Regions from separate parts of the Gossypium hirsutum genome. Here regions 1, 2 and 4 are each linked to region 3. The links are chromatin contacts, called in public Hi-C maps. All regions are on one chromosome and are shown on one strand. The core of a region is the stretch at or near the end of the contact, and the rest is flanking DNA. Distances in the headings are between cores, read along the strand shown. Region 1 holds the start of LOC107899210 (carbon catabolite repressor protein 4 homolog 1). Region 2 holds the start of LOC107899198 (ubiquitin C-terminal hydrolase 12). Region 3 holds the start of LOC107899205 (serine/arginine-rich SC35-like splicing factor SCL33). Region 4 holds the start of LOC107899197 (F-box protein At5g06550).

Region 1 (2,710 bases), core at 1-2,500, 190 kb after region 3:
TTGGTTGAATTGAAAATTGATAATGCAGTTGATTTAATCACCAATCGAATTCTTTTAAAATTAGTTGAATTAAATTAAATTACTTTTGTTGATTGAGTCTTAGCTCAGCTGGCATCGTCATTATTGTCGGTACAAGAGAATGTGAGTTCAAGCACATTGAAGCACACTTATCTTCCTATTTAAGAGTTGGGATTAAAGATGGCAAAAAAAATTGAATTTGACAGGTTTCGGCCCAACCCGATCCATGAGGGTCGGATTTTTTTTTTGAAAAATAGGAGGATTCAAATGGGTGAAACTATAAAAATAGTCGTGTTGAGATTGGATTTGAGGTAAATCCGCTTTGCCTTGCCCTGAGATATTTACAAAAAATTGCCCCTAATATATACATATACTAAATATTTGCTTTCAATAAATACATATATAAAAAAATAAATATATTAATATTTAAGTCTAAATTAAAAAATTATTCTTATCTGCTTCTAAATAAAAAATAAAATAATTAAATTAATTTCGGGTTGGATCGAGATGGAGTTAGGAATTTTATTAAATTTTAAGTTCGGGTTTAGGGTGAGTTTTTTCTTAAGACTCGGGATCAGGTCGGGGCAAATTGGTCAAACTTCAGGTTTGGGTTGAGATAGGCAAAAATTCATCCTGCCTCACACCGTTGTCATCCCTTATTGGGGTGGGGTTACGGTAGAAGTGTCCACGGGCTAGGTCGAGACCCGGCTCCAAAAAACTTTTCAAGTCCAGACTCATTTTTGGCCAAGCTTGGTCTACCCAAAAAGGCCATTTCACTATTCAAAAAATAATAAAATATTAAAAATTATATTTTAATTGATATTTTATATACTTTTATAATTAAATTTAAAAATAATTTTCGTTGTTGAAATTGAACTAAGCCAGGTCGACCCAAGGTGTGAAAATTTTTGTTTAAACTTGACCCTAGTTAAGAGGGATTTATCGGACCCTTGGACAAGTCTAGACAATGAGTAATTTTTGAATAAATTTAAATTAATTTGAAAATTGAATACCAAAAGTACACCACACAAAAAACCTAAACCGATTATCTTACCATATAAATTAATTAAATCGATTGGATTTACTTAGCACAATCAATTTTATGGACTTTTTCACCCTCAACTTTCCTTTAGATGAATAGACATGTGTTGCCATAATTTTAATTTTTTTAAGAATAAATATTAAAGTTAAAATTACCTCAATTTTATATGGATATATCGCTGGAAAGATTACAAATGTTTTAATTTTTATCCTTGAAAAAATTTATTTCTCTCTATAAATAATAAACAGATATTATAAATAAAGACTTTCCTTTTTCATGTCCTCTGTAAAACCCTAACTATCATTCGATCTCCTCATTTCCCCCCTTTCTTTCTCTGTATCTCTTCTTCGATTCATTCCTTCAATCATTCTCTATTTCAAAACCCTAAATACCGTTACAAGATCTGTTCTTGGTTCTTGCATGTTTATATTTGGGATTAATCAACAAGTCTTCTAGGGTTTGTTTAATCGGAAAAAAAAAAGAAAAAAAAAAGAGGACGATTGTCAAGGCTGGCGGGTTTTCGGGTCAAGTAAATGGCGGATCCGCCTGGATTCCGCCTCGATAAGATTGCGCATCATTTCGAGGTCATTTCTTGCTCTGCTGCTCTTGTTAGTGTAGGATTGGATTTGATAGGTTTACCAAGTGGTGACCGTTGCGAACTGTGACCGACCAAGGAAGCCCGAGAAGTTAAAGCATGCTGAGCGTGCTACGTGTGCACCTCCCTTCTGATATACCAATTGTTGGCTGCGAGCTCACGCCTTACGTGCTCTTACGCCGACCTGACAAGACCGTTACAACCGATGATGTGCCTGAGTCGGCCCCTCTTGATGGCCACTTCTTGAGGTACAAGTGGTAAGTGTTTTTAAATCCGTCGAAGAATCTTTCTTTTAGGTTTTTTATTGGTTGGTGGCGGGGGTTATGCCAATGGCTAGGCTAATTTCATTTAACTTTTCAAGTGGTATGAACTTTTTTATGGCTAATTAACAATTAAACCCTTTATTATTTATTTATTTATTATTTCTTGGTTTATGTATTTTGGTTAGTTGTCATGTTGGCCAAGTGGATTTTGAGCTAGTTCTTTTGGGTTTGTTATTATTTGATTGCTTTTTACTAAATGTGTGAACTGCTTTTTGTAGGTGGCAAGTGTTTGCATTATAAGACAATTTCTTAGATTTTATGTTTCATTCTTTTTTCTTTTTTTACTTTTTGGTGTTTTGGTCTTTGTGTAGTTCTCATTTTGGTCAATGGGGGTTTGAGTTTGGTTTTGGGGTTTGATATATATGACTGTTTGTAGTAAATACAGTATATGTGAAATTGTCTGAGTGTTTCCGTAAGGGATGCGTGGAATTGAGGTCTATAAGTTGGGTTTTTCGACCTGTGCATTTGGAGATAGAGTGGTTGCTTTTTACTGGATTGCAATTTGTTTTTGTTACTCCGTGTTCTGGATTATCTTGTTCGTTTAGTGATGTGTTTATTTTTTAAATTCTTGAAGGATCAAGAAGTAGTTTCTTGATTCTGATTATGGCATTGAGTTTCATGCCATTTTGTTTGGTTTTACTTGGATTTAGTTTTCGCTGCTTGAGTCAAGAATGTTGCAATTGAGCTCTGTCTCTTTATGCGTCATAGACAAAACTAGGTTCAATGAGCTAG
Region 2 (2,866 bases), core at 206-2,705, 200 kb before region 3:
ACTATATAACAAAATACTCAATCAAGCATTGAGTGAAAAGACAATAAACAAATTCTCTCTAGGCAATGAAAGATTGCTTTAAATTGAAACTTCAATATACAGGAACAAAGAGGGTGGAATTTTCCCATTAAATGCTGTTGTCATAAATAACAAAACGAAAAACTCAGTAACAGTAAGAATACCCTTTCTTATTGAATATTTGTGATGGATTTGATTAACTACTGCCAAGCTAAACTGAGCATATCTACTCCAACCATATGGCAATGCAGAAGAATCCGCAACATCCAGGTACATAGACAAGTGATCCACATTGTTTCCCTTTGGAAAAATTAGTATCCTCCTGCACAGAAGAATCAACCCGACAACCGAAGATCTATTACATACAGTCCGCAGCACACCAAATAAAAGATATTCCAATAATGGCAACACAAAGAAAAGTCACCATTTACCATTTGTAACCACCAACAACAAATATATCTGAATAATGCTTCTTGGTGTTGAGCCTAGAAAAATTCTCAATTGTCCAAGTGAATTTCATTGATGGAGGCTCCTCCACTTGCTGATTCTCAACCGTACTAGCTGGCTCAACTTGAGCAACTAAATTAATCAAGATCATAAAATCAACAAAAAATAAAAACCCTAACAACCTGAATAATCAAATTATTACTCCATACTAAATCACTCCATAATTACAATAAATAAATAAATAAAAGAAAAAAAACCCAACTTCCGGATCAACCTAAGATTATAAAATCAATAACGCGAATTAGAGTGAACTAAAAAATTTCTATAAAAAAATACAAACCTTCCATTGGCTGAGTTCCATCGACTACGTCAGAATGCGGCACGAGCATCTCCTCATCTTCTTGCTGTTCCAAAATCCAAAGTTTAAAACAATCAAAACTCTGAACAACCAAATCCTAACCCTAACTCTCTCAATCAAAACCCTATCTCAATGCATTCAGAAAAAAAATTGCAAGAAATTCACGTAAAAAATTAATCACTTGTCAATTTAAAAGTAAATAACTTGAGAAAACAAAAAGTAATCCCTTGAAGCACATCCACCAAGAGAGAAATTCAAGAACAAAATAATTATTGAAGTAACTATTGAAAGTGAAGAGAGGAAAGAGTGTTATGTACATCTAACGGCGGAGTCGTCATCATAGTCATGGCTGGAGAGATGTGAATCGTTGATCAGAAAATTAGAAAAAATAAAAAAAAATTTTAAAGAGAGAGAGAGAGAGGGAGAGAGAGAGAGAGAGAAATTAAAGAAGAGTGAATTTCGACAAAAGCTGAGGACGGGAAGGGAAGAAGCGGACACTGCAAAGCCACTCAGTAAAGAAGAGTGGTGGTGGTGGCAATTTGAGTTTTAGTTGAACGTAATGGTATTATCGAGGTTTTATGGATGGAGCGGGGGTTGTTCTGGGAAGAAAAACATATCAGAAATGAATTGGAGACGTGGGAATTATTTGAGGTAGGGGCTAAAGGTAATATGGAGTCATTGTATTCTTTCTAATTAAAAAATAACTAAATTAGTATTTATGTATAAGTGAATTGATCTTTTTGTTTAAAATTTTATCTATTAATTTTTGTATGTTATATGGTGTTGTCGAATTATTTCGTTAACAATAACAATTTTTAATAGTATAAATGGATAAAATTTTTAATATAAATAATTAATATAATTTTTTATTTATTTATTTTGATAACAATGAATTAAAATTTTAATCTAATATATAAAAATTAATCTTTTTTATTTTAAAGAATGAGCAAAATACAACTTAAAATAATAATATTTTTATGATAAATCATGTGATCATTTCTATTACATAATGTGGCCCTTGCATACATGTTTGAATCTGTCCACAAACAAGGCCGATTTGTTATTATCATATGAATTTTTATTTGTATTAGATTTTAGTGAGTGTTGTTTTTAGAATGAAAATTATAATTTTATTAAAAATTCTACATTTTCTGATTCTTTATCCCGAAAAAGGTGCTTAATTTCTTCATTATGAATTTCCAGGTAGGAGGAATGTAATTCAACATCCAAAAAGCTTCAATTTTGAAATATGAATTAATAAAATTAATTGATTTATATTATTGTCTGAAATATATCATGAAGAGTTGGATAAATAATTTTTGGACCGTTCCCTGAACCATTCATAGTGAAGGTCTTGTCGATGCTCGTTTGTTCTATGCAAATGTAGTCCCAAAATCATTAGGATAAGATAAATAAACCATTAAAGCTGTGACATCCTTCGTAAGAAGCTCATAAACCTTAGCATATGAGCAACTTCCATCGAATACATGATCTACAAACAAATAAAAGGAATTCTTGAATCTTCTCTCCATTTTATTTTATGATATCTATTTCAGCCTTTCTTTTCTTTCCTTAAACTTACCCAAAGCCACTAATTTTTTTTTTATCTTTACTCACTTCAAATTTGGATTCATTTAATGAACTAAATCAATGAAGGATAAAAAAAAAAGTAGTGAAAACTTAAACGTTGATAAAATAAAATAAATGGTTTTGTGTCTATGGCAAAGTGGTGAAATATGTACAAGTAAATAAACTCTGCGCAAACACCAATGGTTGTCAAGCTTTGCTTTTGATATAATGCCTCTAATTCATTTACTCTGTTTGGTTCGATGTAATGGGTATACCATTATGCGCCGAATCGGTGGGCCCCACCTATTTCAATGTTTGGTTCGCTGTAATGCCCATTACGCGCGTATTACATTACGTACGTATTCCTCCTTACTCACCGATTTCTATTCCCTGCACAAAGTTCAAATTAGCTTCCGTTTAGAATTCTTAGAATTTCTATGCCCTGTTTTACCCTCATCTTCCCAAGCCGAAATC
Region 3 (2,700 bases), core at 172-2,671:
TTGGTTTTTGGTTTAGTCTCTTTAATTAGTGCCCTCATCCAGATGAGAAACAAAGATTGGGGCTTAGCAAAAGGATTTGCTTAGAAACCAGACATGTTAAGTTTTGGTTCCAACAGCTAGCGAGGGGCGATGACTAAGGTTTCATTTGGGGAAGAAGAGGATGAAGAAGAAAAAAAAGGGAAAAGAAAAAAAAGATGGAAATAAAATAAATACAAAAGACACGCAAGTCATTTCTCAATAATATTAATTACAATTTTGTAAATTTTGAAAGTTGAGTAACTAAAATATAAATTTAATCAAAGTTTAGTGATAATTAGTGTACTTTATTCATTATTTTATTGTATTTGAACTGTATTCGAAATTAAATATTTATTAATATCAAAATAATAATAACATACCATAACACAACAATAATAATAAATGTGAAAATAAGAATATTTCCCGTTGAAATAAATTGTAATTTTTTATTATAATTTGATATGATATATTTCATGATATTAATTATTTAATATTAAATTTTAATATTTTTATTATAATTTAAGATTATATATATTCCACGAATTATAATATTAATAAATTCAAACATCATTTAAATACATATTTTTTTACAACATAATATTTAAAATAAACATTTTATCTTTTCAAAAATAGTTTTCTATCATAAATTTCAAAATGTATTTTTCAACTTCATTGATAATTTGATCTTGAATAGAATGGCTAAGAGAGTCATTGAATTTAGGTTGTTTGTTATTTGGCCATGAACTTCTACTATACTGTTATAAGAAAAAGGCGTTAATGTAATTTTTGATCTCTAAACTTGACAACTAGGTTTATATTAGTACTTGCACCCTTTTGGTCCACTTTGTACCTGAAGTTGGATTACGTACAAATATAGTGATCTGATATTATGAGATTGTGTCATATCATAACCTAAAAAATTTTAAAAATATATAGTTTGAAAATAAAAGAATAAAAATATTAATCTTTTTTAAATTTCAAGTGATGACATGGTATAATATCAAAGTATTACATTATCATATTTTACAAAATCACAATTTAAAAAAAATAAATTTAATTATCAAGTTCGAATATAACTACGAAAATATAACTACGAAACTGGACTTAATTATCAAGAATCTATAAAACATACGGAATTATAAACATATAAATAAAAATAAGTAAGTATACATCCCGCCAACTTCATCTGATTGGGTTCCAAAAAATACTATCCTCGATATCAGGCATGTTCTTCTGCCAAATTAAACCTAATTATAAAATGTATATATTATATATACGTGATTTAAGCAGGCCTTACAAAAAAAGGCCTTTAGGCCTCAGCCGAATTGTCGTTGGATCAAAGATTCATGATAGACCCGATCAAACTAACTTAAATGGCGTCTGACCGTTGATTTTCTTTTTTGAACACACGTGGACGGTTAGTGTTGCAGGGAGAGAGGCCTCAGAAAGTCACTGGAAGCTTCTGTAGTTCCAATTTAGAAGGTAGGTGAAAATCTAAAGCACCCCGTGATGAACAACCAAACGCCAAAGGAAAGAGAAAAGCATCAAGGAAGGTTGGGATTTTCTTCGTCTGCGATTTTGTAACTGTATGTTCTTAATTCGTTCTACCTCTTTTTTTTTTATCATCTTCTTTCATTTTTTTCGTCAATCTCTTGGTGAAGATTTTGTTTTCTTTTGCATGTATTTTGTAATTTATGTTCCTTGTAGTTCCCAGATATTTTTATTTTTAATTTCTATTTTATAAAAATATTTTATTGGGAGAAAAGTTAGGTTGGGACTGGGATTGATTCTAAGTTCAAGAGAAAACAGGATTTTGGTAATTTCAGGCTCCTTTTAATCGTTTCTTTTGCTTTTTCATTGCACTGCGAATGGGATCGCCCGGTTTCTCTCTTCTGTTCTTTTTACTTTGAATTCCAAGCTCGAAAATTTTCCAGTTTAATCTTGGTTAAAAGCAATTCTGTGAGTATTAAATGCCTTAGGTTTGTTGCAGATGCGGGGTAGAAGTTACAGTTACAGTCCCTCGCCACCAAGGGATTATGGAAGGAGGCGGCATCGTAGCCCTAGCCCTAGGGGTCGCTATGGAGGTCGTGGTAGAGATCTTCCCACCAGTCTTCTAGTTCGGAACCTTCGCCATGACTGCAGGTTTGTACCATCCCCTCGTATTTATCGGCGTCAGACTGTCAATTTTCTCAAATCCAATATCCTAATGCTCTCATGGTTATGTTTTAAAATAAATTCTAGGGATAAGTGAGAGCGAAGGTTTTTTAGGAGAAATAAAGGTGTTACATTTATGCTGTGATTTGTTTTCCTTGCTCACCAATTCAAACCTAGTGTACATCTTTGTTCTTTTGTTTAAAATAAACATGATCGTCTTGATACAAGTAGAAAATTTAGTCTCATCAAACTGTCCTTCTAGAGCCAATTTCTAATTATGTCTCATTTGCAGGCCAGAAGACCTGCGTGGACCTTTTGGGCAATTTGGTCGCCTCAAGGACGTCTACCTGCCTCGGGATTATTATACTGGGTAAGTATAATCCTTATAGGTAACTGACAAATGGTAAATCAATGTGTATTTGTGTCTGATGGTGTCAACTTGTGTGTCTTCATCCTGCCTCACATGAGTGTTTGGGTGATGGGGTTGTTTCTTTAATATGTCCATTGGTTTATGGGAATTTGGTTGTT
Region 4 (2,700 bases), core at 194-2,693, 250 kb before region 3:
TGATTCTTCATAAACCATAGAAAAAACTAGAAAGAAAGAGTAAAAAGGAAGGCATACCTGCTAACATAGTTCTGTGTAATGGCAACAGATTCTTCTAGGTTAATCACTAGATGCCACCATCCATTTGGCACAAAGATCACTTCTCCAGCCTTACAAATACACTCAATAGGTCTCTTTTTCCAATCCTTTGTTGCATCATAAAAATTCATGAACCACTCAATTATAGAAACAGGACATGCCACTTCCGCTCCATCTGGGCTCGGGTGTACCCCAGGTGGAACCACATCAGGCGGGAATAAAATCCATTTCTTAGATCCTCTAATCACCGCATTCCAGGCAGATGTTGAATTAGGATCAATATGGAAGGATGATCCAGACCCAGCTGGTCCAATTATAATCCACCTATAATCTGGCCTCCGATTACCCAAAACACTAAACAAATCCTCTCTGAAGTAAACTGGAACATCGTACTCTGAGCCTAAAGTTGGAATTTTTTCTGCAAATTTCGGATCAAATAAGTACAATGGCCTCTCTTCTTTTACTTGATCTGCATAGCTAAAATAATCATCTAGCCTCATCTTAACTGGTCCAACTGCAAACTGAGCATCGCCACATAAATTAACCAAATAATCTCTATCCCACTTTCCCAATGCATCCCAATTATCCATGCACCCTTCCAACAAAACCGGCTTATTAGGTTCTTCGAAGTTTGTCAGAAAATCATCAACACTAATCCCTCTTTTTCGAATTATATTATCTCTTTCAAGCCATTCAGGTTTCATTTCAAGATTAGCGCACAGCCAACTCTGAAACAAATAGTCAGAATAAAAATCCCTTACTCTCAAACCCGAAGAACGGGCACTCCTTGAAACATCAAATGAAGGATGAAATGTAGATATGTAAGTAACTTTCCATGACCGATTATAAAAAAATCGTCCTTTCAGGTTATCCAATACAAGATTCCTCCAAAGGGGTTCATGGCTAGTGAAAACATAAAATGATTTGCTAACAGTAGCTAAAACACCTAACTGGGTACCTTCCAAAAGGCCTAAAATCTCAAGAACAAGCTCGTCAGACAGGATTTGGAGAGTACCTAAGCCGATGTTTCTTGAGTTGATAGCGCCTGGGTTGAAGTAAAGGTTTCCCAACGGTTGAACCCCATGAGAACGAGAAGGAGCTGAGGATTTGAGGTTGAATCCTACTTCTTCTTCATTATCTTCGAGATGCATGTTTTCGGGAATGAAATCTCGTGTTCTGGAAACCTTTTTGTGAGTTTTCACTTTAGTTTTGTTTTTGGGTTTGTTCTTAGTTTTTCTTTTTATGGTTTGAGACAGTAAGCTTCTCCTACAACTTAGCATGTTTCAGGGTTTTTGCTCTAAGGGCTTTGCTTGGTTAGGGTTTTGCACTTTTGCTGCGGTTTCTTTCCGCCCTGGAAATAAAGTAAATCTGAGTATTTTTAATTTCAGAAGGACTTAAAGCCCATCCAAGTTTCTACTCAAGACTCCGAAAGTAGTCGGCCCAAATTTTGCTTCAATTATTTTCCGCCTAGATTTGTAAAGCTTGGAGGTGAAGATAGAGATATCGACCACAACCTCCCTCCAAATTTTTCAATACAGTTTCGGAAACTACTTTAGTAAAATTTTAAGGAAAATTTGATTATGAGACCAAAAAAACAGAATTTTAGAAGGGTCTATTATTTGAAAACCAATGAAGTAAATTTTGGATGAGAAATTGTTGAAAAAGGATTAAATTATAAAATTAAAAAGTATGAGGATTAAAGTGTAAAGTGGCCAATTTGCTAAGTTATGGATTGATTATGTTTTGACATGTATTAGTATCAAGAAAAAAAGATTTTTGGATTAAATTGAATAAAACAAAAAATACATGGACTAAATTGTACTTTCCCCTTTTGTCGGGAAATGATATTAAGGAATATATTTAAATTATGATTTTTAGATTGGATAAGTGCTTATTGTTGTGAAGAAATTGTACAAAAAGGCAAAAATGGCAAAATGATAATTTTTCCACAAAGGGTATTTGGGTCATTTTACAGCATTTTATGATGAAAATATTATTTTGATGATATAGTTAATGTATGAAATTAACATGGACCTTTATAATAATATGAGAAGATTTAAAGTGTTAAGTGTCGTATTTGTTATTAATTAAAGAGAAGTTATAAGAGAAATAGGTTAAAGTGCAGGTTCTCCATTAAAGGATATTTTGGGACTTTTCATCAATTTTTTAATAAAAATTTTAGAATCTATTTAAATTGTATTATTATGAGAAAAGATATGATGATAGAATTTGGATTTTTCATTCATTAATCAAGGTAGATCACTCATTTTAAAATTAGTTTGACGGTAGAATAGTTTTATTATAAGATGGAGAAAGCCTCCACCTTTCTCCTCGGTGCCGTCCACCATGCTTGGAGAAGAAAAAAAAATCTCTCTTTTCGTTTTCATTTTCTCTTTTCTCAAATCTCTTTAAGAATTTCCACAACCCAAGTTACTTTCTTGCAAGAATCTTGTATAAAACCCATTTTTAAGCTTGAAAAGCTGGAGCTAGTGTGAGAATGTGAAGAATAAGATAAGAAAAAATATTTTTATCATCTCTAATATGAACATTCAAGGTTATTATACATTAGTTCTTCATGAACATGATTTCTGGTATTATGTGTAATAAGTGTTGTCGGAGAAG

Evidence for each region. A called contact is a pair of places that touch in the nucleus more often than the background predicts.
Region 1: a Hi-C map of leaf shows a contact between it and region 3, with 1.8 times the contacts expected there. The contact joins the promoter of LOC107899210 here to the promoter of LOC107899205 in region 3. A contact is called at or near these places in 7 of 34 Hi-C or Micro-C datasets (callus, hypocotyl, leaf and 1 more).
Region 2: a Hi-C map of leaf shows a contact between it and region 3, with 2.2 times the contacts expected there. The contact joins the promoter of LOC107899198 here to the promoter of LOC107899205 in region 3. A contact is called at or near these places in 3 of 34 Hi-C or Micro-C datasets (hypocotyl and leaf).
Region 4: a Hi-C map of leaf shows a contact between it and region 3, with 1.7 times the contacts expected there. The contact joins the promoter of LOC107899197 here to the promoter of LOC107899205 in region 3. A contact is called at or near these places in 2 of 34 Hi-C or Micro-C datasets (callus and leaf).

What each region holds. Positions count from the first base shown.
Region 1 is chrD04:31,183,161-31,185,870 of Gossypium_hirsutum_v2.1, reverse strand. LOC107899210 (carbon catabolite repressor protein 4 homolog 1) reads left to right here and starts at 1,250. Exons shown (of 12, transcript XM_016824858.2): 1 at 1,250-1,912. The coding sequence starts at 1,755.
Region 2 is chrD04:31,571,685-31,574,550 of Gossypium_hirsutum_v2.1, reverse strand. LOC107899198 (ubiquitin C-terminal hydrolase 12) reads right to left here and starts at 1,455. Exons shown (of 32, transcript XM_041091262.1): 1 at 1,141-1,455; 2 at 806-869; 3 at 450-579; 4 at 183-340. The coding sequence starts at 1,170.
Region 3 is chrD04:31,369,744-31,372,443 of Gossypium_hirsutum_v2.1, reverse strand. LOC107899205 (serine/arginine-rich SC35-like splicing factor SCL33) reads left to right here and starts at 1,421. Exons shown (of 6, transcript XM_016824850.2): 1 at 1,421-1,571; 2 at 2,009-2,160; 3 at 2,465-2,542. The coding sequence starts at 2,009.
Region 4 is chrD04:31,624,355-31,627,054 of Gossypium_hirsutum_v2.1, reverse strand. LOC107899197 (F-box protein At5g06550) reads right to left here and starts at 1,443. Exons shown (of 2, transcript XM_016824833.2): 1 at 58-1,443. The coding sequence starts at 1,358.